2 separate regions of the Mus musculus genome follow, and region 2 is linked to region 1. The links are chromatin contacts, called in public promoter capture Hi-C maps. All regions are on one chromosome and are shown on one strand. The core of a region is the stretch at or near the end of the contact, and the rest is flanking DNA. Distances in the headings are between cores, read along the strand shown.

Region 1 (6,889 bases), core at 1,894-4,393:
TCAATGGAATGTAAGCCAACACGCTGCCTTGCCATTCGAGTCTGACCGATTCCCGAGGGACGTCCGGTTTTGTTTCTGTGTCTGCTTGCTGAATGGTGGAGAGTCCCAGGACAGAATCAGATAGAGCCATATGGGAACCCCAATTCCCGTATGAAAGATATCTTCCCAGAGCCATCATCTGAGCAGGAACATGAGCACATCAGTTGCAGGAAGAGGTCCGCTGATACTGTATGATCATTCACAGTCTGGAGTTGCTGATCACAAGGTTAACCTTGACTGACTAATTCACTTCTTACCTCTGATCCTTCCTCTAAAAGCACTTTCACTGTTTGGACTCGTTCGGGTTGGGCTTTCTGTTGTTGTTGAGAACAACATGATACCCGATACTTTTCAGAACCTTATTTCATAGTTGCGCTTGGCATTTTGGTTGTCAGTTCCCTCCTCACTTTCAAAGCCAGCATTCTGAGAGAGAGAGAGAGAGAGAGAGAGAGAGAGAGAGAGAGAGAGAGAGAGGGAGGGAGGGAGGGAGGGAGGGAGGGAGGGAGGGAGGGAGGGAGGGAGGGAGGGAGAGAGAGAGAGAGAGAGAGAGAGAGAGAGAGAGAGAGAGAGAGAGAGAGAGAGGGAGGGAGGGAGGGAGGATCCTGTTTTGTTAAGGGCTTAACTGGCAATTCTGATTGGATGCTTTTACAACCATTCCCTTTATTCACTGAAATAATACATTGTTTCTCTACTGCAAATGTCTCTCCATTTAAGGATTGAGTATAATCGCCTTTGTGTCTACTCTGATCCTAGCTAATAACTTAATGCTTCCTGATTACTTAATAAAAGTTCTAGCAGCCAATTAACGTTAAGTACTATCATATGGTACGGAAAGGGGTAAATCAGGCGGAAGTGCCTCATCCTCGTTTGGGGGAGGGGTCACATTTCCGGATCTGCGCACTCGCACTTGTATCTCCTGTTCCTTTAACTTTAACAGGAATTAGAAACTTGGGAATTACGTGATAAAGGTTAAGGAGACAATAAAGAAATCTGACTTCTGCAAAGCAGTGTCTGTGTAAAGCAAGTCTTATCTTGCTTTATAAGGATCGCACCCTTGCTATAATCTTATTCACAAGTAACTTAATACTGAGGAAGAGTCAAAAGTCTTCGTGAACAAGCTCCAGGTCTTACACATGCCAACCGCATGCTCTATCTACTAAGGCGCTTTCCTTCCTCCCTCCTCCCTCCTCCCTTCCTCTCTTTCTGTATGTGCACACGTGAGTGAGTATATGTCTAAGAGTATATTGTGGGTGTACGAGTGTATGTGTGTGTAGTTGCACGTAGATGCAAATGTATTTACAGCTTGCAGAGACTAGAGAACAGCCTCACCTTAGACACAGTTTACTTTATAGAGGGTGGTTTGGTTTTTTTTGGGTTTTTTGTTTTGTTTTTTGTTTTTTTGTTTTTTTGTTTTTTTTAAGATATGATTTGTCAGTAGCCTAGATCTCACTCACCAATTTGGTTATCTGGTGTTCTGTATGGCATAGAGAATGATCTATGACAGCCATACTTTTCACTTTCAATGAGTGAGTTTATCAAGTATAGAGTAAGCCAAAGGAGAAGAATAAATAATAAGTGGTGAATCGATGGGTAGATTATCACATTATTATGCTCGACACTCAAAATATCCCACAGAAATCTGCTGAGGAAGCCCCTATAAAGAAGCCAGTTGATGTTCCTGATGGAGTCCTAGACAGAGCAGAGTGTCCCCTTGAGTAAAGCTTTCGGGTAAAAGAACAAATAACAGCATGAAGGTAGTAACATCACCAAACCAGGAGCTTGGAAACAGAGAAGAAAGTGACTGGGGAAGCCCTTTTAAAACAATCAGCTGGGGTTTTCCGAGAGCCACAAACAGAGCAGAGTGTCCAAGTCAAAGAATGATAACAGAGATGCCCTCACCAAATGAGGCGTCTTTCAGAAACTGACTTGGGAGGCTGAGTCAGTCAGCCGAAGTTCCTTATTGAGCATTTTATCTATGACAGAGCTTCTCATGCCTGGGCTTCCATTTTCTCTTTCCCACTGCAGACATCTTTATAACAGGGAATAAGCAATCGTAATTTCTGTTGGAAATTGTCCTCCCGCTGCTCTCAAAGATGATGATTTTTTATTCTTGAGTCATTTAACTGTTCCAGTTCCTCCCTGTCACAGAGTGAGTGGGACCAGACCATCTCCCGTTGAATTAATTATTAACTAATTAATAAATCTCAGCGTGGGTTAGCTACCTGCCTCAATGGTTTATGTTCCCGAATGAACGACACACATACTGCCTGTATGTCCCCCAAATGAAAGACACACACAGCCTTTATATTTTAGTATGCCTTAGGCAGCACAATAGCTGGGCAGCCACCTAGCCTCCATGCTGCCAGAATCTTCTTCCTGCCCAGAATTCTGAGTTACTGCTTACTAAATTCTATGTTCTATCTTGCCTGCTCTAGATCCAATTGGTCAATTTTCTGGGCCTTGCTCTCCCGGCTCCTTCACATGGTGGCCACACCTCTGTCTGCATGGCATCTCTCCTCTCCTCCACACTCTCCCTGCATGGCTGATCTCTTCTCTCCCCCTGTCTCAAGCCCAAGAAATCCCTGCCTATGTCCTCTCCAGCTATTGGCTGCTGGTATCTTTATTTACCTATCAGAACCAACTGGGGGAAGGTTCCCCGAAGCTCCATGGAGACCCTCTCTTGTAAGCAGTTTTTTTGGGGGAGGGACATAATTTTGGGGGGAACAGAATTAACATCGTAGTACAAGCAGCTACATCCCCAGATAAGGGAGGGGCCTTTCGAGTCACGTTGAAACAAACATGCTTGGGTCTAAAAATGATGGTGTGGGGTGCTAGGATACCCTGCCTCTGTAGTCAGCTTCTCAGTGAGCTCAAACAACCCATGCATGATAATATACTAATAGAATGTATATTAAAACCAGCTAGGCAGCTAGCCCCAGTCTCTCACTTCCCACATCTGAGATTACAAATGCCTATTTTTTCTTAATGAAGCTTGTGGGCATTAAACTTGAATCCTTATGCTTCAAGGCAAGCATATATCTACTGGGCCATCTCTCCAGGCCAAGATCTTTTTCTTTTCATCGTCTTCTTAGTCACAGTCCATCCGAGGAAGCCTCCCCGTGACACCTGCTTTGTCAGCCTGATGTATGAGCCCAATATCACACAGCCAACTGTCTTAATCACAAAAAGGGAACTAGGATTACGAGATTAATTCCCCTTTTGTTTCCTATCTTCATTTCATGGGGCACTGAAAGTAGATAAATCATTAAGACAATGACTCCATTTCCAGCGAACTTGAAGTCTCATGAAGGAGACGCATACATTTCTGTTTAACAGAGTTAAGAAGACTCCGAGGAAAAAGTTAGACAGTGGATGCTATGGGAGGGATGTTAAGAGTCACAAAGTCCAGCGTGAGGTTCATAAAAGTCTTCAGAGGGAAAGTGGTGCCCAAGGGCAACCACAAAAAGCTGCACAGTATTTGAGCAAACAGCATGAGGAAGGAAACGGTGGGACCTAGTGAGTGGGTTGTGTAAAAGCATTATGGGAGAAGGCAGAAAGGTCAGGACTTAGAAAAGCCTTCCAAGTGTGGGTCTGAATTATTTATTTCTATTAGAATTTAAGTTCCCTGAGTACAGGAACACAGTCTGCTTTGCCCACTAATGCGCCTTTACTGAGCATAGTTCTTGGCACCTAAACGTGCAAGGTAAACGCTGGGCAGGAATCTCATCAGATGCATCTCTCAGATACAAAATTTGGCAAGTGATAAAAGACTGGTGGCAAGACCAGTCCTGAACCTAACGCAATTGTCCAGGTATTGAATTTGACATGATCTCCAAGTAGTTATGAGAACAGGATCAGGAAAAATATTTGATAACCAATAAGCTAAGGATGTTTTTTAATACAGGAGAATAAACAGAGTGGGGAAGAAAAGATGGTAGAAGAAATGTTCATTCATTCATTAATTCATTCATGTAAACCAGGCTGGCCTCAAACTCACAAAGATCCATGTACCTCTGCCTTCTACATGCTGGAATTAAAAACTGTGTGCTTACGGCATCTGGCCCTGAGAGTCTGATTTTAACAAATGCTTCTCCATTGTGTCCTCGTCATTGCCTACCTTTGTCCTTTGGGAACTCTCTACACAGGTAATGTTCAGCTCAGATTCATATGGGTATATTCATTCAAGTCACCTCTATGTAATTCTGAAATTACATGATTTATGAGATTATAATTTAAAATGGTTTCATAAGCAGTTACCCTACAATTGCATGCAAGGCACTCTTATCGGCCATCCCATAACTCTCCTGCTCTTTTTATTTCCCATTTTTACTTTCTATTTCAAATTCTTCATGACAATCTATACAAGTATTCTCTTACATTTGTTGTAGATGGTTTGGGACAGTGTAAAAAACATAGAGAAGAGGAGAAGAGCTATTATATTCTTCTTATATTCTTCTCATATTCTTACCTAAGACTGGCCACTATAGCATTGCTAGAGTTTTCATATACATTTACAGGAATTATATCAAAGATTGATTGGTATAATCTTGCATGGTTTTATTTTTCTCCACTTAACATGGGCTCATAATTATTTTCCACTACTAATGTAAACATTCTACTAGCCACAATATTGCCCACTAGATGATTGTATCATTTTTAAAAGACTCACCTGTTTGTATCTAATATATAACAAAAATTATATATACTTTGCCTGTGTGTATGTATGTGGAATACATGCTAGGTGCCTGGAGAGGTCAAAAGAATGTGTAAATCCCTGGAACTGGAGTTGCAGCTGGTTGTGAAATGCCATGTGGATCCTGGCAATGGATCTCAGGTTCTTTGCAAGAGTGGACTATGCACTTAACCTGTTGAGCCATCTCTCTGGACCCAAGGTGTATCATTTTTAAAGCACATCTTACTGTAAGGCTTATGGGGCACTTCTAAGCTTTTATTATTAAAATACATTGTGGGCTATTTCTTTGGCTTAAAGACTTTATTATTAGCTACTTCTGAACTTTTAGAATCACCAACTAAAAGGAAAGAATACTTTGAGGATCTCAAAACTGCCTTCCAAAGTACTTTCCTCGACAATCCAGCAATTAGTATTTTGTCTTTGACATCAACCATCACCATCATCATTTAGGTACTAGGGGCTGAACTTTAGGTCTTGTGCATGCTACAAAACTGACACCAATACAAAGCTACACTCCCAGGACATAATTAGTTTATGTGAGACCACTTTTGCCAGAATGTTCTTGAAAGAACAGATCTAGTAATTGGTTTTGTTTTTCTATTTAAAATGAGTGCTGTCTTAGTCAGGGTTTCTATTCCTGCGCAAACATCATGACCAAGAAGCAAGTTGGGGAGGAAAGGGTTTATACAGTTTACACTTCCACATTGCTGTTCATCACTGAAAGAAGTCAGGACTGGAACATAGGCAGGTCAGGAAGCAGGAGCTGGTGCAGAGGCCACGGAGGGATGTTCTTTACTGGCTTGCTTCCCCTGGCTTGCTCAGCCTGCTTTCTTATAGAACCAAGACTACCAGCCCAGAGATGGTCCCACCCACAAGGGGCCTTTCCCCCTTGATCCCTAATTGAGAAAATGCCTTACAGCTGGATCTCATGGAGGCATTTCTTCAACTGAAGCTCCTTTCTCTGTGATAACTCCAGCTGTGTCAAGTTGACACAAAACCAGCCAGTACAAGTGCTATCCAGCTTACCCTTTTATTCTGTTCCACACCTTGTTGATAATAAAGACAAAACAAGATAACGTTTAAGCCATGGAAGAAGGTTGTATGATTGGGGAAGTTCACATCAGGTAATTAAGCAGTGGTGGTTACAGAGGGGTGAGAATGCTAGAGTTAAGGAGTCTAGCAGCTTCTGAGACAGTGGTTCGAGTCCCAGGCATCTCTGTGTAATCTCTGACAGGCTTGTGCTTACAGGGTTTCACAGGAGCACAAGATGAGCACAGACTATGGCTCTCAGGCCATATCTGATGACCACAGTGCTCAGCTGGCAGCTATTTCTGGAGAGGTTGGACTGTGCCTCTAATTGCCGTTCCTTCCAAAGGAATCTGACTTTCTTCCTGGTCTTCCTTCTTTCCACTTCGTCTTTCATTTCCTTCAGTTTATTCAACTATGTCCAGATGTTGCTTCTTGCTATTCACTGGCCTTATGAATCCATAAATAGTCTTCCATTAATGCTAAAAAAATTTCTTCCTCATCATCTCTTTACATACTGATTTGCTCACTCTTCCCCCCACTTGCTGGGATGTTGGTGTTAGATGTATGTGCTGGACCAGATATTTAAAAAGATTAGGGAATTATAAAATTGTAGGCATAGTGGTGACTATATGACTATTTTAAGAATCTTTACATTACAAACACACACTTTTCTTCTTAAAACCCCTTCCTTTTTAAGGATGTATATATTTTTTAAAATGAGTGAGATCTTTTCCCTGTCTCTCACTTGTCTCCATCTCTTTCTCTTCTGTATTACATATTTATGACACTATTCATTTGAAATCATTTCTAGTTTTAGACTGAGTCTCATATAGCCCAGTCTAGCCTCTACCTCACCAGGGAGTTGAGGACCTGGATTCCTTCTGCCCTTCCCCCCAGTGTTGAGACCACACTCTGTGCCACACACCTGGTCTCTGTTCTAAACTTCTTGAAAACTCTACATCCTGAACTACTTTTAGCCAGCCCACTCTTTTTTTTTTTCTTTTTTCTGCTCTGCCCATCTGCTGCCAAAGGTGCTGCATGTATTATTCTCAGAGTAGGCTTTACCTGAAAACCAAGAGAGTCTCCATTCGTGATCTCTTGGCCATTTCAATTTCTTAATACAATCCA
Region 2 (6,889 bases), core at 1,914-4,413, 47 kb before region 1:
CAGGCCTCTGCATGGGGCACCTCATTCTGCACGTAGCATGGGAACTTGTACCATGCCGCGGAGCCATTCAAAGGCTTGCCTTTGGGTTTATTGAGGCAGTAACAGAGTCCCATCTTCTCCAACAGCTCCAGCAGGAGCTGCAAGTCCTGTTGGGCCTGGACATGAGGCTTAAGCAGCAACCGAATGATGTGGGCTGGCAGAAGCCCATGCAGCAAAAAGCCTTCCACATAATGATGAAGCTGGGTGGCCCGGAGTGGGTCCTGACCCGGGCTGGGCACTGCTATAGTGGGGAAACTTTCCCCCTCCCCCTCCCCCTCTCCATTGGTCCCTAAGAGCAGTTTATGCAGCAGCAATGAAGCATCTCTCTGGAAAAAGACATTGAGGATGTCAATGAGGCGGGTGAGGTTGTGGAAGACATGCTCCTTGAGGGCTGGGCTATCCTCAAAATAGAGCAGTTTGCCGCTCTCGTGCAGGTAGGAAAGAGCACTCTGGAGCCGGTCCTCAGTCAGACCTGCCTGCAGGCCCAGGCGGGCAGAGTCCCACCAGCTCAGCCACAGTCGTTGTGCCTGAGGTGGCTGGAAGTGCAGTTCCTCCAGTACCTGCCAGGATCGAGGCAGGACTCGGTGTAAGTTGGGAAAGATTTCTCGGTGCTCAGCTACAGAGAGCAGCTTGTCTCGAAGGCGTTGCAATTGGAGGGGGTCCCGGCAGCTTACGGGCAACACGGGAGAGAGGATCTGCAACCGGTGGTTAAGCAAGTATTGAAAATGGGCCTTGCGCCTCCGAAGGTTCTTGTCTGAAACACCGTAGTAGGCTGCGTGAGGGCTGGCAGAGCGCAGCTCGAAGTCCCGAGCCAGGGCCTCATCCACCACCTTGGCTAGATGGCTAAGGCCCTCTGCATCGTTCTTCTCCTGCAGGGCAATCTGTCGGTGAATGTCCAGACATTTCTCCTCAAGCTCCCGCTCCCCACACAGGTCCGCATGCGTGCCTACAATACACACCACAGCGTGAGGCACCCGGGCCCCCACCCGATGCAAGAAGGAGCCCACGGTGGTAGGGAAGCAGCGAGGTTCATAGGTGGCCAAGTTGACCACGAGCACATACAGGGCTCCAGGGGAGAGGAAGAAGGGCTGTATCACCTCATAGCTTTCATCACCGGCTAAGTCATACACAATGAACCGCAAGCCCCGGGAAGCATCCGCTGTCCAGCTGGTCACCTCGATGCCCTTACTACCAAGGGGAGGGAAAGGTAGGTAGCTCTTCTCCTTGTCCCCTCCACCTTGCCCTCCCTCCACTTTGTCCTCGGTGAGGCAATGTCGAAGCAGGGTCTTTCCTGCAGCCTTGTGGCCCATCAGGAGCAGCTTGAGCCGGGGCTGCACGGCTGGCTGCGAATGCGCCAGTTCCTTCTGGTAGGCTGCGATGTAAGGGATCCCCTTCATGCAGACTTCGTAAGGGGGCTGAATCAGTGGGTTGTCCTTGATTTTCCACAAGCCTACCCGGGAGAGCTGGCCAAAGTTGTCCGGCAGCACAGCGATCTGGTTGCCCTGGAGCACCAGCTCCTCCAGGCCAGTCAGCTCCACAATGGAGTCTGGCAGGTACCGGATGCGGTTATTATCCAGCCACAAGGTGAGAAGCCGACCCAGCCCGGCGATAAGAGAGGGCACTGAGGTGAGCTGATTGCGACTAAGATAGAGCTCCTCCAGACCAGCCAGGGGCAGCAGCGCAGCAGGGAACTCCTCGAAGAGGTTGGAAGAGAGGTTGAGCATTTTGAGCCTCTGCAGACGGCTGAACTCGTCGGGCAGAGCCTGGAGCCCGTTGTTATCTAACATGAGGCTCTCCAAACTGGCCAGCTCGCAGAAGCCTCTGGGCAGCGTGCCAAGCTCGGCCCCGCTAAGCCAGAGGATCTTGAGGGCACGCAGGGCACTGATATCCTCAGGTAGGCCTCGCAGCCGGTTGCTGGAGACGTCGAGCTCCTCCAGGGCAGCCAGCTGCAGCAGCTGCTGGGGAAAGGCGGTGAGCTGGTTGTGGTCCACGTCAAGGGTCCGAAGGTGGTTGAGGCAGGAGAAGGAATCTGGCAGATGCGCCAGCCGGTTGAAGCTGACATCCAGCTCCTCCAGGTGGGCGAGGGCACCCAGCTGGGCAGGCAGGGCTGGCAACTGGTTGTGGCTCAGGTTGAGTTTGCGCAGCTCCCTCAGGGCGCTCACCACCTCGGCTCCCAGGATGGTCAACCGGTTGTGGCTGACGTCCAGTTCGGTAAGGTGGTGGCCTAGCTCCGCCACCGCAGGGGGCAGCCGGGCAAAACGGTTCCTGCGCAAGACCAAGACGCGAAGGCTGCCCAGAGCTGACCCCAGACCTTCAGGCACATCCTCGAGGCCGTTGTTCCCCAGGTTCAGCACCTCAATGTCCCCGATGTTGGCCGGCAGCACCAGCTGGGGGGCGTCGGGGGACTCCAGTGGGTCGCCTCCGGCCCCTGGGCAGCTGAGCGTGAGCTGGCGCAGGTTGCTCCGCAGCTTCCTGGCTCTCAGGGCGGCGTCCCGCCACAGCCTCACCGTCTTCAGGTTGCCACTGTCCTGGCCAGCCATGGCGGGGCCCCGCGCCGACAACCCTCACGCCGGTACCGGAGCCCGCAGCTGCATGCCGCGCTGGACTCCGGCGGGCGCCCAGCCCCCGGGCCCTCTAGCTCCCGCTGCTCCCGGGCCACCACCCCTGCGCGGCCGGCGGCCGTGGGTCCTAGCGCAGCCGGTGGCGGGCGGCAGCGACGCAGGCAGGTTTGAGGGGCTCCGGGCAAGCGGCTCGGAGCTGGGCTGCGGCCGCGCAGCGCGGCTCGCATTCTCCGTGCTCCTGGGCCATGGGCGCGCCGGGCAGCAGGGCCGCCGCCCGCCGCGCCGCGGAGGATGCCTGCTCCTCCTCCAGCTCCGCCCGCCTCGCCGAGCCTCGGTAGCCGACTCCAGCCCCGCTACCCTCGCAGCGGCGGTCCGGAGGCCGGCGGCGTCACCTCCGCGAGCTGCAGGAGGAGGGCGGCGCTCGGCTCCGCGGCGGGCATGCTGCGGGCGCAGGGCCGGGGAGCCGGAGGTGAAGGCGTCTCCTTGTCTCCGTTTCCCCGCGGCTCGGGCGGGAGCGCGAGCGCCGCGTCCCCGGCGCTTGGAGAGCGCGATCGGGAAGCTACAGCGCCGCCCGGTGGAGCGGCCCCCACGTGACCGGCGGAGGCGCCGCTTGTTCCCGGCACCGCCCCTGGGGCGGGAGTTGCAAGTAAGCGCAGGCTTTGGGGTTTGGGGGGTCCAGCTACAGTGGGGCCGGCGACGTGGACTTCGCCCTGCGCCAGGCGCACCAGATGCGGTCCTCAAAGCTGATGTGGGACTCCGGGGTCTCCGGGTTGGTTTCTCCTGCATCAGGTTCTTTGTTGGTCCTGGCCTCTAAGGATTTCTTATTCATCCCTAAGCATAGGATTTAGCTGGCTTTCTTGCTCATCCTTCCCATGCGCCATACATCCACACCTCTATAGAGCCGGCAGAATTTAAGGACCTGGGTGTCCAAGGAGCTTAGAACAAGAGGGTAGTTATAAAAGGCAGATGGGGGAAAAGCAAAGAACCTTTTAATCCATTTGATAAGTTAGTTATTGGGGACTATTTGTACTAGGTCAACCGAAGCCTAGTTTTCAGCTCCCCTGGTTTGAGCCAGCACATCTCAGGCCTGTTGTGGGTGGCTGGGGGTTGGAGGCCATGCAAGATGTCTTAAGTCTGTACTATCCCATTTAGCGCCACAGCCGAATGCAACATGCTACATCTTGAATCCGACATTCCCCGTATTCTGTGGATTCAAAGAAATGACCGTATTATCAGACACATTTTCGCTATTGCAGGGTTCAGTGTGGGCTTGTTTCCATTGAGAGGAAGTTGGTTTGAGATCATATCTATACTCAAGTAATCTCCGAATTTATCAAAGCCGTGAAACCTGTCAAGACCGCAGAGATCACCTCTACCACTCCTTTCCAGTTGCTTAATCACTTTATCTGAGGAACACCGACAGGCAACAACTGGTTGAAAAGGACAGTCACTTTCATCGAGGGTGTGGTCACTGATAGCTTGCCAAAGCTCCAGCAGTTGGCTCCATACCACGATAATAAGGGCAACACAAATTAGACTCAATTTGCAAGCAAACAAGCTATCCTTCCATTGTAACTGTCTTCAGAAAACTCTTCTCCATTTGTCATTAGATAATCGATCATTTTGTTTATCTGCTTAAGAGAGCTGAGTAGTGCCTGGGACCTGTCAGCTTTTAGGCATGCCCCTTATCACCCCGGCTATAAAGGAGGTGAGTTTGCCTGCAAGGAACAATCCTCTACTTGCAAAGTCCTGAAAGATCCCTATGGCTAGAGTGATTTTTTTCCTCAGTTCTAGAGTTTGAACCCAGGGTTTCCAGCATGTGAGGCAAGAGGCAAGGTGACTTCTGGGAGCAAAGTTCATACTGAGCAAGCTTGGGAAAAGCCTGTACAAGAGCCCCTGAAGCTACGCATGTTCCTGCAGGCCTGTCACTGCAGCACCTGAGGGACTGAATGAAGCAAGAGGGTTTAAAGTGTGAGGTCATGGTAACATTAACTTCTTCAAGCAAAGAAGAACGTGGAGTTCTTTGAAAGCCAGGCTACTAAAAACTAAAATGTTAAATCAGGAGAAAGAATATTTTAAGTAATGGGAGAAAGGAAGAAAGGAAAGAAGGAAGTGAGGAAGGAAGAGAGTGAGGAAAGGAGGGAAGGGGGAAGGGAGGGAGGGAGAGAAGGGGAAAGGAAGGAAGGGAATGGAAAAGAGAAGGAAGGAAGGAAGGAAGGAAGGAAGGAAGACGGAAGGAAATGGAAAAAGGAAGGAAGGAAGGAAGGAAGGAAGGGGAAGGAAGGAATGCAGGAAGGGAGGGAGGGAATGGAAAAAAGGAAGGAAGGGAAGGGAAGGGAAGGGAAGGGAAGGAAGGAAGGAAGGAAGGAAGGAAGGAAGGAAGGAAGGAAGGAAGGAAGGAAGGAACTAAGTTCAAATAACTTCTGCCATGGATACTCATCCTGACCTCCTGAGCCTATGCTCCAATTCTAAGTGGTTAATTTTCTGTTGTGTCTAAGGGACATGCCCTCTCCACATTCTAGAACATTCTATATATGACCTTAGATTTCAGGTGTCGGCAGCCTCCAATCTGGATCTAGAGCAGTGTAGTTTGTGACTGGGATTTCCTCCATGGCCCCCACACAAAAGTCTTAGTCCCTAGCATGTCACTATTGGGAGGTAGCCAAAACATGAAATAAGCCCTAACCAGAGGAAGTTGGGTCATTGGGTTGTGCTCTCAAAGAAACTAGTGAAACATCATACCTTCCACTTCCTCTTTAACATACCAGGTGGCATGAAACAAGCACCTTTCCACCATATGCTCCCCTGCACCCTTCCACCCGCATGCACCCCGCTCTGATGTCCTGCTTTGACAGAAATTATAAAATCCGGACATGCTAATTGATCCTGGAGTGAGCCAAGATCAAGGTTTTTATTTGTAAGTCCATTAACATAAATAGGATGAGGTAGTACCTTGTGCTCATTAAAGGGAATCAATCATGTGTAATTATATATATATATATATATATATATACATATATATATACATATATATATAAACATAACAATTTTAGGGTTGTACAAGGGGCATTACTAGCTGTGTGCCCACAAGGCTTCTCACTGGTGTATGAAACTAAGGTTAGGACAAGCAGAACCCACATCTGTGTGTGTGTGTATATATATACATATATGTGTGTGTGCATGCACATATATATATATATATATACATATACACATATACACATATACATATATACATATATACACACATACATACTAGCACATTTATATATTTAGGTATGTAGAATATGGGCCTCTATAGTTACTCCCACATCCTGCAAATGGCAGGTTTCTCCCATCTCCCTTTTCCTAACACAACTGACTCAGTTTGGCAAACACAGATTCTGATTATCAGAAGTTCTCTTGCCTTGGATCCTTACCCAACGTCATGGATCCAATCCGCAGACTTTCTAAAACCTTCCAAGTGTAGGCCTTTTAGTTAACTTGTCTTTCTTCCTCTGACACTGTAGCCCCTGAGTATAATAGCACCACTGAGCTGCTCTGTGAGTATGATAGCATCCCATGCATAGAGCCTTGGCCTAGAGTTTAGGGTGCACAGTCTTTTCAGGGCTGGAAAGAGTCAGGCTGTAGACATGAGCCTCAGATGACAGGAGTCCCTAGGCATCCCAGATAAAGATCTTCCATTTACTTATCTGTCAATACCTGCCTGAATGAAGGAACAGTGTGCTCTTATCCCTAGCTAAGACTGGCTACAAACTCCAGCTGAATGTTCCTGTCCCTACACATCTTTCCTGTATTCCATCTTCGGCATCCTTGACTCTCCTCCATCTTGACAGATCTTTGACTCGCACCCAAGCTGAAGTTTCACTGCCACCCATGTGACCTTGTACCTCTCCGAGATCTCCACCCTTATCATATCATCAGCCTTACCCTCTCAAAGGGCACTTCACCATTTCCTCTCCTGTGAATATGCATTGAGATGGGAAACTTCCTTTGGATGCTGGCTTCTTCTCGGGTCTCTCAGGTATGTAGTGTCATATTACAGTTTTCTTTTGTTTTGTTTTTTGTTTTTTCAAAAAGAACCTGGTAAGGACAAATTATTTCCTCCCAGGGATTAAGTTTGCAATTGGAGTAAGTGCTACCAAATGACTTTCACACAGGGAAGACTAACCAGGATGCCCTGTGCCTAAGATGATGGGAGCACCCCAGACATCCCAAACAGACATCCTCATTTATGTGTCTGTCAATACCAGGCAATACAAACAGTTTCTTAACTCCGGACTTAAGTC

Evidence for each region. Promoter capture Hi-C pulls out the DNA fragments that hold promoters and counts their contacts.
Region 2: a promoter capture Hi-C map of macrophages shows a contact between it and region 1, with 7 read pairs. The contact joins the promoter of Mfhas1 here to the enhancer-like site in region 1. A contact is called at or near these places in 2 of 39 promoter capture datasets (liver and macrophages), 9 of 484 Hi-C or Micro-C datasets (the MC3T3-E1 cell line, the Patski cell line, bone marrow-derived macrophages and 4 more), 3 of 115 datasets of contacts at active chromatin or transcription factors (bone marrow-derived macrophages and embryonic stem cells) and 2 of 9 other capture datasets (adipose tissue and pancreatic islet).

What each region holds. Positions count from the first base shown.
Region 1 is chr8:35,537,010-35,543,898 of GRCm38.p6, reverse strand. No RefSeq gene overlaps it. Among named protein-coding and RNA genes, the nearest start is that of Gm39162, 5.1 kb to the right of the region's middle. Within about 2 kb of position 3,143, at least 31 of the 459 cell types and tissues checked have an H3K27ac peak or open chromatin away from gene starts, as enhancers often do. A contact at or near this core is called in bone marrow-derived macrophages, liver and macrophages, where this site is marked.
Region 2 is chr8:35,584,063-35,590,951 of GRCm38.p6, reverse strand. Mfhas1 (malignant fibrous histiocytoma amplified sequence 1) reads right to left here and starts at 3,163. Exons shown (of 3, transcript NM_001081279.2): 1 at 1-3,163. The coding sequence starts at 2,579. It overlaps Gm16793 (predicted gene, 16793), which reads left to right and starts at 1,932. Exons shown (of 3, transcript NR_040376.1): 1 at 1,932-2,114; 2 at 6,340-6,624.